Linked DNA regions of Solanum lycopersicum: region 2 is linked to region 1. A link is a contact called in public HiChIP or PLAC-seq data. All regions are on one chromosome and are shown on one strand. The core of a region is the stretch at or near the end of the contact, and the rest is flanking DNA. Distances in the headings are between cores, read along the strand shown.

Region 1 (5,280 bases), core at 1,336-3,835:
ATGAGAAAATCTTGAACAGTTGCTTGATCCACCAGATAATCAACAAAGTTCTCACCAATTTCCTAACAAAAAAATCACATAGCCTGAAAAGCTAATATTGAATCTATTTATGTATTAAATTATGTATATTTAATAATGAGGAAGGGTAAAGTAGTAAATAACTATAGTCTTATTGGGTTATCGGTTTACCCAATAACCCAATAGGAAAAACCGAAACCGACCCAATGACCCAATAATAATTTTTTTTAACACATTAAAAACCCAATAACCCAATAACATTTTATCGGTTTGGTTTATTGGTCGGTTCGGTTATTGCGCACCCCTGCCTTTGCTACAACATAAACTTGTGAAATAGTTTGTACCATTTTCTAGAAGATTGTTTCAATCTGTACAATGATTTTTCAAGTTTGCACACCATATTTTCTTTTCCATCAACTTTGAATCCTTCTAGCTGAGTCATGTAGATTTCCTCTTTCAAGTCTCCAATAAAAATGCAATTTTTACATCGAACTAAACTAGTTCCAAATTCAAATGTGCTACTAAATCCAACAAAACTCTAATGGAGGAATATTTCATAACTTGAGAATATACCTCATTATAATCTATTCCCTCCTTTTGAGAATATCCTTTGTTACCAATCTTACTTTGTAGCGAACATCTTCTTGGTTAGGAAATCTTCTTTCTTTGCAAATACCCAATTGCTTTTTTTCCCTCTTGGAGATTAATCAATCTCCATATATGATTCTGATGAAACGACTGCATAACTTCATCCATGGCCTTCCTCCACTTATTTTCTTGTGAACTTTGGGCTACGTCTTTATAAGTGGTCGGAATGTAATCAGCTGCAATAGAGTTCGCACAAGCCACCATATCTATGATTCTAACAGGTTTTTTTATTGCCCTTTTTGGATTGTCGATTACTATTGATTCATGTTGTAGTTGAGTTTCTTGAGAAGAAACCTCCTCTTTGACTGGCTCTCATTCAAGAGGAAAATCTTTTGTTGTTTCCTCGTTTGATCCCTGTGTTGGGAAATTTATCTTTCCCTCAAACTCCACCTGCTTTGAAGCACCATCAATTTGTTTGGCTTCTTCAAGTGTTACCTTATTTGTCAAGGCAAATTCATCAAAGGTAATATACCTGCTTAAAAATAACTTTTCTTGTCTCTGGGCACCATAAACGGTATCCTTTGACTCCAGAAGTAATTCCAATAAATAAAGCTTTCTTTACTCTTGGGTCTAATTTTGATTCTCTTACATGATAATATGCAATAGAGCCAAATACATTTAAAGAACCATAATCTTCAACAAATTTTTCTTACCATTTTTTAAATGGTGTCTTCTCACCAATAGCAGCAGATGGTAGACGATTAATAAGGTGGCATACATATGTTATTGCCTCAGCCCAAAATTCTTTGTCCAAGCCAGCATTGGACAACATACACCGAACCTTCTCCATCAAAGTGTGGTTCATGCATTCTGCCATCCATTCTGTTGTGGTGTATTTTTGACGGTGAAATATCTGATGATGACATTTTCATCACAAATTTTCTGAAAAAATCATTCTTGTATTCTCAATCATTGTATGTGCGAAGATACTTGATCTTTCTGCCACTTTGAGTTTCTATCATCGCCTTCCATTTGAGAAAAATTCTCAATACTTCATCTTTTGTTTACATCGTATATACCCACAATCTTTGAGCAAAGTCATCAGCAAAGGTTACAAAATAGTGTTTTCCAACTAATGAAGGTGTTTTTGAAGCACCGCAAACATCCTAATGAATATAATCCTAAATACCTTTAGTATTATGAATAGATGTTCCAAATTTAACCCTTGTTGGCTTTTTCTTGACACAATTCTCGCAAAACTCCAAGTTGCAAGTTTTCACTCCTTTTATCAATCCTTGATCTGATAAAGTTTTCAAGGATTTTCCTCCAGCATGTCCCAAGCGCATATGTCACAGCTTGGTCATATCTGCCTCCTTCTCAATATTGGATGTTGTTGCCGTTGTCCCAATAATTGTACTACCTCGATAGTGGTATATGTTATTATTTCTTTGAATTGCCTTCATTACCACCAGTGTGCCAGAGCATATTCTCATCACGCCATTATCTACAATTACTTTGAACCCCTTTGACTCTAGGTGTCCAACATAATTGAGATTTTTCTTCAAATCTGGTACAAATTGAACATTTGTTATTGTTCTACTTAATCCATCATGGTTCCTTAATCGGATTGAACCAACACCATATGCGATAAGAGGATTATTGTTTGTAGTGTGAATAATTTCACATTCTCCTTCTTGTAAATCAACAAACCAGTCCCTATTGGGACACATATGATAAATACAAAATGAGTCCATCAACCATACATCAGATGATTTAGATGCATCTGTTGTAACTAGTGAGTAATCGGAGTTATCACAATCAGCCACATTTGAATCCATGACATCCTTTCCATTATTTGGTTTTGCTTTGCTATTCAACTTTGGATAGTCTTTCTTCCAGTGTCCTTTTTCTCGGAAAAAGGCACATTCATCTTTGCTGAGTCTGGATCTTGACTTGGATCTCCCTTTATTCGTTCTCATATGATTTTGAGAATGACCTCTCGCAATCAATGACTCTACTTCTTCGCCTTTTTATTTTTCTCTCTTTCTTTGTTCATAACTATATAAGTCAGAACAAATTTCTTTGAGAGATACTTCATCATTTCCATGTAGTAGAGTCGTTTTAAGATGCTCGAACTCATCGAGAAGAAAACTTAAAAACATTAAGGCCATATCTCCATCCATAAAAGTCACGTTCATATTCCGCAAATCTGTCGCTAACTTATTAATGTTGGTGATATGATTAACATTGTGCTACCAAGAACATAAGTGACACGTAACAGTCTTCTTTTCATGTAAAGTTGATTTTGACTGTTTTTCTTCAAGAATTTGTCCTCCAATTAATTCAATAATTTATTTGCAGATGTTCCTTCGTGTATGGGTACTTTTGTTCTCTTGCGAGGTAAGATCGAATGGTATCTCAAGCAACACGGTTGATAAAATTCCAATCTTCTTCTGCTACACCATGTGGTTTCTTTTCTTCAATGTCAATATCTAGCCCTTGTTGAACCCCTTGCCACATTCCGAAATCTCCTGACCATTAAATTTCAGCTGCAAATTTTGCATTTGACACAGTTCTTTTCATAATTGAAGATACCAATGATGACGTATTATTGACACTCGATGTGGACTCGTCATTTTTCTTGTCTCACATTTTACTACAAATACTATTTACTAGCTAACAATGCAAAGATCAAAGTAAATCTTTTTTTGATGTGGAAGTTCAGATTATGCTGCAACCACAGAGCATACTAAGATAATACCTAGGCTCTGATACCAATTGTTACAGAAGTCGAATATATAAAGAGTGATAGAATCACAACTACAATATCTAAAGGTAGCTAATAAATAACAAATGAGACAACAATAAAAAGAATATCAAGAATTAACGAGGTTTGGCGAATGTTTTTTTCTTTTGCCTATTTCTCGGACACAACCAACCAATATTTATTTCACTCTAAAAGAGTACAAGTGAAATACTACAAGAGAGAAAGAAGAATAAATACATTATGAGATGAGAAGGCAAGTGAGAAGTGTGTTACAAATGAATTAGGAGCTACCTATTTGTAGCAGTGAATTCTTTCTAATGATGTCATCCATGACATCACAATATGTCAAAGTGTCAAGATTTACCTTGTGAAACCAATTTATTGTTCACCTAAATTTCACTTACAAAAGGTGCTATCTTTGATTTTTCTACCAATGAAGAATTATCCTCTTAACTACCATATCTTTTCATTGTCCATTTTTGAATCTTGTCAAATTTAACATTATTAACTTTTCAATAAAAGTCATCATCTTAAATCACCACTCCTTTCTATTTCTTTTTAGAGTTATACTTTAAGGGTAGAGTGCTAATATGCTTTCACGGGAAAGTGAAATCAATGGTGAGTGGTGAAAATTGACCGTGAATTGTTGAAGAAGAAGAACTTAGAAGAAGAAAAAGATTAAAAGTTATAAAGAAAATGATAGCCACCATTTAAAAGATATATAAGAAAATAAATTGAAATAATTAATATTTTAGAAATTATAATCCTTATTTATTAATTACCAATAAAAAGGTGTTACGCGTTGAAATTCGTCATTTTAACATAATTTGTTTTATTCACACTTTAAAGGAGAAAAAGTTTAGGGGTATTAATATCAGTATCAACAAGATTAGGTTTGTAGTAGGTTTCTATAATAGATTAAATGTGTAACTGATTTTTTAGAACAAATTCATAACCAGTTTAACGTATTTTTCCTAATAAAATAATTTCAGCCGGACAAAAATATATAAATAACAATAAATACATGTAACTAATATTTTGAGATAATTTTTAATCTCTCCTCACGAATCCCCTCAGCATGATTTTTTTTGGAGGGGGGGTGGGGAGATTGTTTTTAAAAAGATAATAATTATTTTTTAGTTAAAGTGAGATCCGGATGTCTCTTATATTAGAGAAAAACTACATAATTAAGTAAGCAATATTAGTATAATTATTAGATTACAAGCTATTTTAAAATAGTGCAAAAACATTCTTCTAAATTGTACTTCTTCACAAATGTATGCCTCTCAATTTTTTATTTGTTTATCTCTTCCACCTTCCTCACACCCTAATCGATTTAGTTGAGATCATATTAGGAGTGGCAAACCAGTTGAATATAAGCTGATTAAAAATGAATTAAATAAAATTAGATAAAATATTTAAAATGACTTATCTTTTGTAGTGATGAAAATAAATTTTCTTATTATCACTCCAAACCCACTAATCCACCTCCCCCCTTCTAGCCCCTTCAACGAAATATAAATTGGTTTTCAGAAGAAAAAAAATTTTGCTTACCCCACTCACTACCACCTCCTACTCCAACCACCTATATCTCAAAAAAGAAAATATTAATATCTCTTTTATTTATTTTATGAATAAACATTTTTTGTTTATTTTATTTATTTATTTATTCACTTTAAAATGAGTAATATAATTTACATCCATATTTATCTATTTTAAATAAGTTAGATATCCAACCGATAAACACTTAAATATATTAAACATTCTATCACCCATAATTGATACAAACACACACAAAAAATAATCATAAGGGCGGGCTGTCCTCTCCAAAAGTCAAACTTAAAAGGAAAAGTGTTGGTCAATGAAAATATAATAGATATAGACATGTATCCTTGTGATGAAGACAA
Region 2 (5,389 bases), core at 1,268-3,767, 140 kb before region 1:
CTTCTGTCTAAACAGATGATTTTTAGCAGAACTTCGATATAGATATCGAAGAAGAAAGTTCTCAAAACTCGTAGAAACACATTCATTATTATTTCTAGTTCTCGAATACCAAATCTAAAAAAAATAACTCCCGGCTTTTTTTAGTTGTCATGTTGTGCTTTCCGCGAATAAATTTGATAATTAAATTTCAAAGTTAAATTTAATACATTAATTTGATAATTCAAAATAATAATTATAGATATTCAAAAACTATACGAAAAGTATTATAAATTGCAACATTTTTCATATCGATATAATGAAAAAATACATCTTAAAACTAAATCAAAATTCATATCGTTTGTCTCTCGAAAAAAACATAGGAAACCTAAAAAAGGACGACGTAATAGTAATATATTCACATTAATTAACATTAGATGACATAAACACACTTCTACATAATAAATGCCAACTTGTTTCATTTGTTGTAATTCCTGCCAAGTGCTTGTATATTTGTGTGACGATAAATCAACAGAGTGGTAGACACTTTTGATTATCATCTTAAATTATTTTTTTTGTGTGACAAATAACTTCATACATATTGTTTGAAAAATGAAGACCCCTTGAATTAAATTCATGTCTTAGAACATATGGAGTAATTAACTTTGTCTTAGAATTGACCTCCTTGAAAAGTTTGTCCAAATTGCCAATTAGTTGGAGCAACATTGTAAGTAGTGACTATCCTTCCATCACTAGCTATTACTTTGAAAGAAAGACTTTGGCCATTAAGGTATGAATGACTCTGCCAATTTTGACCCCAATTTCGTGACATCTTTTGCCACCCTGTTTTTGATCCCTTTATGGACACTGATCGAATGTCTCCTGCACCTCCAACGTTTGTTATCAACACTAGGTTGAAGTAGGAATGACCATTAATGGTGAATCTCATTCCTCCTTTCTTCATGCAAGGGACCCTGCCATACCATAACAAAATCTCCTTTAGAGACAACATAATGTGTTGTACCACGTTAAAAAAAAGCGCTAATATCTGTACGCTCATTAGTATTGGATCCAGTTTAACTATAGGCTTTAGTAACATTTGAAAAGACTAATTGTTTTTTAAAAAATATGTATATTTAGCGGCAATTAAGTTATAATAGTTAAAATTGCCGCTTAAGATCATGTTTTAATTAGTTTCCTAGGGAAAACGCTCAAATATGACATCAAACTTTGTGAAGAAATTCATCTATATCATGTGCCAAAAGTTTGGTTCATATATGCTATTTAGGATTGAGAAAAGACTTATCCATGTCATTAGTTGTTAACTAATTCACATAGATGAACCAAACTTAAAACTAATAGCATTATGAGTCATTTTCTCAAAGTTTGTTGACATATTTAAGTCTTTTTTAACAAAAATAATTAACTAATGACATGATGGAATCATAATTGACCGCGTGTGAAATAAATTTTGCAAAATTGAAACCGTTATCAGTTGACAAAAATGAGATAGATAAACTTTTTCTCAAAAATGCAAATGACACATATTGATGAACAAAATTTTTAATTGATAATATAAATCTTTTCTCAAGAGGTTTTAATATAAGAAAAAAAGAAAATAAAAGAAGATTAGTCAAAAATGAATTAATTTTGCCACATTAAAGGGTCTATGGAAAAAGAAGTTGATGGTGTAAAAGTTGTAACTACCAATTTAAAGACAATTTCATACTAATACCTTCTATAGATGACAGGGACAATGCCAGCTCTATATAGAGCAATTTTTAAAAAAGCAGGCTGAGCCAAATCAAAGTGTCTAAGAGGAGGATTACACCAGCCACCATTGTTATTAGCCAGGGCATAGTTTGGTGGGCAAAAGTTAGTAGCCGTGACAGTAATAGTTCCACGTCGACACCATCGAGGGTCAGCATTGACATTGCACTTGAGTTCATAGCAAGATCCACAACTCAACCCACTATTAAACAGTGAAGTGCTCAAAGCTGCAGTATTTGTACCATAACCTTGGCTGTACAAGTTTCCGTATCCACATGCTCCTCCTGTGCATGAATGCAACAACAAAAATAAATTTTAATAAGAGGCCTTAAATGTTACCTATACATAAATATATACATACCCATGGTGCCGGAAGCATCAGAACCACCGTAGAATGTTGCATGAGCATTCTTCCAACCAGTATAAACTCCGAGTTCATAAGAGTGTTGTACACATGCAAGAAAAACAAGGAATAGAAATGGCAAATGATGATATTCAATAGCCATTTTAATTTTGGTGGTGAATGGTGTTGTACTAGTTAATTACTTAAATTGGAGGAGGATTGAATATGGTTGGGAAATTGAGGTACAAGGAAATGAGGCTAATCCATTGCTATTTATAGTGTTATTAAATAAACTCTTATTAGCCCGTTTTATTTTGCTCCCTAGCTACTCTAGCAGGACCCCTCCACCTGTGGGTCGGCCCCCATGAATTCTTTTGACAACTTATCATTTTTTGTTTGAGGTTTTATCATCTTCATTCGGTTAGAACAAGTTATATTAGACTTGAATGACACCTTTTTGTTGCCCATTCGCCAGAAAATTGTATTATTGTGTATATGATTAAAATATATTTTTAGGTATATATTAGATGTCGAATCCCTTTCAACTACTACATGTGTCTATTTTTTTAAATTTTAAACCTCTCATTGAAAAATCTGATTTCGCTACTATCGAAATTTTCCCCGAATAAATTACAGTAGGATATGTTATTAATTTCACCATGTACATATAATAATTTATTTCTATAGCTGAAATATAAATAATCTCATGATTGTCTTATGTCTAATCAAATACAGAATAAAAGATTATACATTTTATCTTTAAAATTATCATACATTATATCTTACACCAAAGAACTCCTAGTAAGGATACATATAAGGCATACATTAAATTAGAAGTGAAAGGTTATCAAGTTTGAACTGGACAAGAACCTAACCAATAGAGATTGAATTTAATTAACATAATGTATAACAAAAACCATGCATTTATGTTTTCTTTTAATTTTCATTGTTTAATATAATTGTTGGACCCTCAACTCTTTTCCTTCGTGTTCTGGCAAGTTTTATTTAGAAAAAATTACCTCATTGGTCAACAAATAATTAAGCCAAAAACTGCACGTGCTAATTGAGTAATTCTCCTTAATATTATTCTTGTATGACAAACAAAAATATCAATATAAACAAAATATGAACACAACAATAAAGCAAAAAAAGTCTTCAGTTTCTTTTTTCTTTTTAATATTTTCATTATTACAGCCTTTATTATCATCAAGTTGATACCAAAATTTGCCCCTTTCTACCGACAATATACATGTGACCAGAAAATATATATATATATATATATATATATATATATATATATATATATTTTCTGGTCACATGTATTTTTATAGTTAATTTTCCTTAATTCCAAAATTAAAATCCTATTTTGGATGGAGAGTTACCTGTAAATTATATATTATAAACGAAAAAAAAATGTTAACCCAAATAACTTTTAGAAGGAAAAGTATATGACAAGACAAATATGTGATACGTACTTAGAATCATTATAGTTCAAAATATTATAATTGACATAATACATAAATATGCCCTTTAACTTGGTTTCGAATCACATTTATGTCCTGTAACTTTGGGTGTGCACAAGTATGCAATTAAACTTGTATAAAGTTGAACAAATAGACACACATGTCGTACATATCATCTTATATGTCATTTTTTGTTCTATGTGGTGTCCTACATGTATTGTGTCATGTAGGACTCATTTGTTTATTTATTTAAAAGTTGTATAGTTAAGGTGCATGTTTGTGCATTATGAAAGTTAGAGGTCAAAAATTGAAATTTGAAGTGAAGTTTAGGGTATGTATTATGTCATTATAATTTGTAGCTATATGTAGAGTTTAATAACAAATTTCTCTCTTCTCTCCCTTTGTCTCCCTCGCCTCTTTCTGTCCCTCCCTCTTGCCCCCTCTCACACTCGCCCAAACCATTGCAACCCAAAAACTATTCCACAAAAATATGACGATTGTATTTTTGTTATTTTATATCAATTATATTTTGTATTATGTATCAACTATATACGTGTTATGTATCACTGTATTATTAAAACTTTTATTCTGTCAATCATGCACAAATTTTGTTCGTTAATACTATTGATACAAGTATATTCAATATACGGTACAAATCAATTGATTTAGACAATTATATTTGTATTTGTATTCTGCATCAGTTGTATTCGTGATGAAACGGAAACAACATGTATTTATGCTCTCTCTTTCCTCTCTTAATTTTGTTCATTTGTTTCCTCCTAAAATGAATACAACATACAAATCAATTATATCGAGTACATTCGTGATATAACCTGATAACAATGGATACCACATGTATCCAACCTCTCTTGCCTCTCGCCTCTCTCCTCCCTCTCCTAATCTCACTCACATCTTCTAGTCTCGCTCGCCTCTCTCCTCTTCTAATATGCGGCTATAATATATATTTAAAAAATTATAGTATTATGTAATTAAGCAAATTGGTTAATAAAATTTTGTCAAGAAAGAGTATATAAAATTATTAGAAAATGCTTAAATAAAATTTTGAAAAGAAAATAAAGATCTCCTCTAAAGTTGAATAAAGTAGTTGTTGTAGTAATGATTTGTGGGATGCTTAAAATGAATCACAGAAATGGAGGCAAAAAAAGCAGCAATTTCTTGGACGGCTGATTTGTCACATGTTGAAGAAGATATCATTATTAGGTCAAACTATTAATGACGTGTCAATGCTGACCTGTCATTTCTCGGGTTTCATGATAATCCTCAAAGTCAAGAGCCAAAAACACAACTACTAACTTTTATATTGCCAGCAAAATCACTATTCTATGACTTCATAATAATACAACTGCTTTTCTTATTGTCATGTTTATTAAAAACTATTATTTCAAAATACTTGTTGTTAAGAAATAATTAAATAATTGTTTCCAATTTAACCTGAATTAGTATTAATTGAAATTAAAGAAGGAAAAATTACATAAGAAGATAACATGTGCTGTGTAATTATTTGTTATATATGACTATAGTTTAATAAATTTATAATTCACTGTTATAATATCTATTTAATAGCTATTTTTTAATTTAAAAGTATATCTTTCAAGTTTAATAAATCTGTAATTCACTGCTATAATATCAATTTAATAACTATTTTTCAATTTAAAAGTATATCTTTCGATTAGTGTATTTTTACGCTTAATATTAGGCATCATATTTTTCAATTATCCATCTTTCCTATTTTCTCTCTCATGAATTAGGAATTTCAACTCATTTAGGACTTACTATTCAATGGTTTAGTGTCCTCAATGGCTATTTTGCGCTCATA

Evidence for each region. HiChIP or PLAC-seq counts read pairs in DNA pulled down with a chosen protein or histone mark.
Region 2: a contact with region 1 is called in an RNA polymerase II HiChIP or PLAC-seq map of leaf, with 5 times the contacts expected there. The contact joins the promoter of LOC101257101 here to the promoter of LOC138338374 in region 1. A contact is called at or near these places in 2 of 8 Hi-C or Micro-C datasets (both in leaf) and 1 of 1 datasets of contacts at active chromatin or transcription factors (leaf).

What each region holds. Positions count from the first base shown.
Region 1 is chr9:13,066,277-13,071,556 of SLM_r2.1, reverse strand. It overlaps LOC138338374, which reads right to left and starts at 2,585. Exons shown (of 1, transcript XM_069289330.1): 1 at 1,956-2,585. The coding sequence starts at 2,585. The coding sequence ends at 1,956.
Region 2 is chr9:13,202,997-13,208,385 of SLM_r2.1, reverse strand. It overlaps LOC101257101 (expansin-A10-like), which reads right to left and starts at 2,517. Exons shown (of 3, transcript XM_004246227.5): 1 at 2,108-2,517; 2 at 1,712-2,030; 3 at 374-950. The coding sequence starts at 2,252. The coding sequence ends at 647.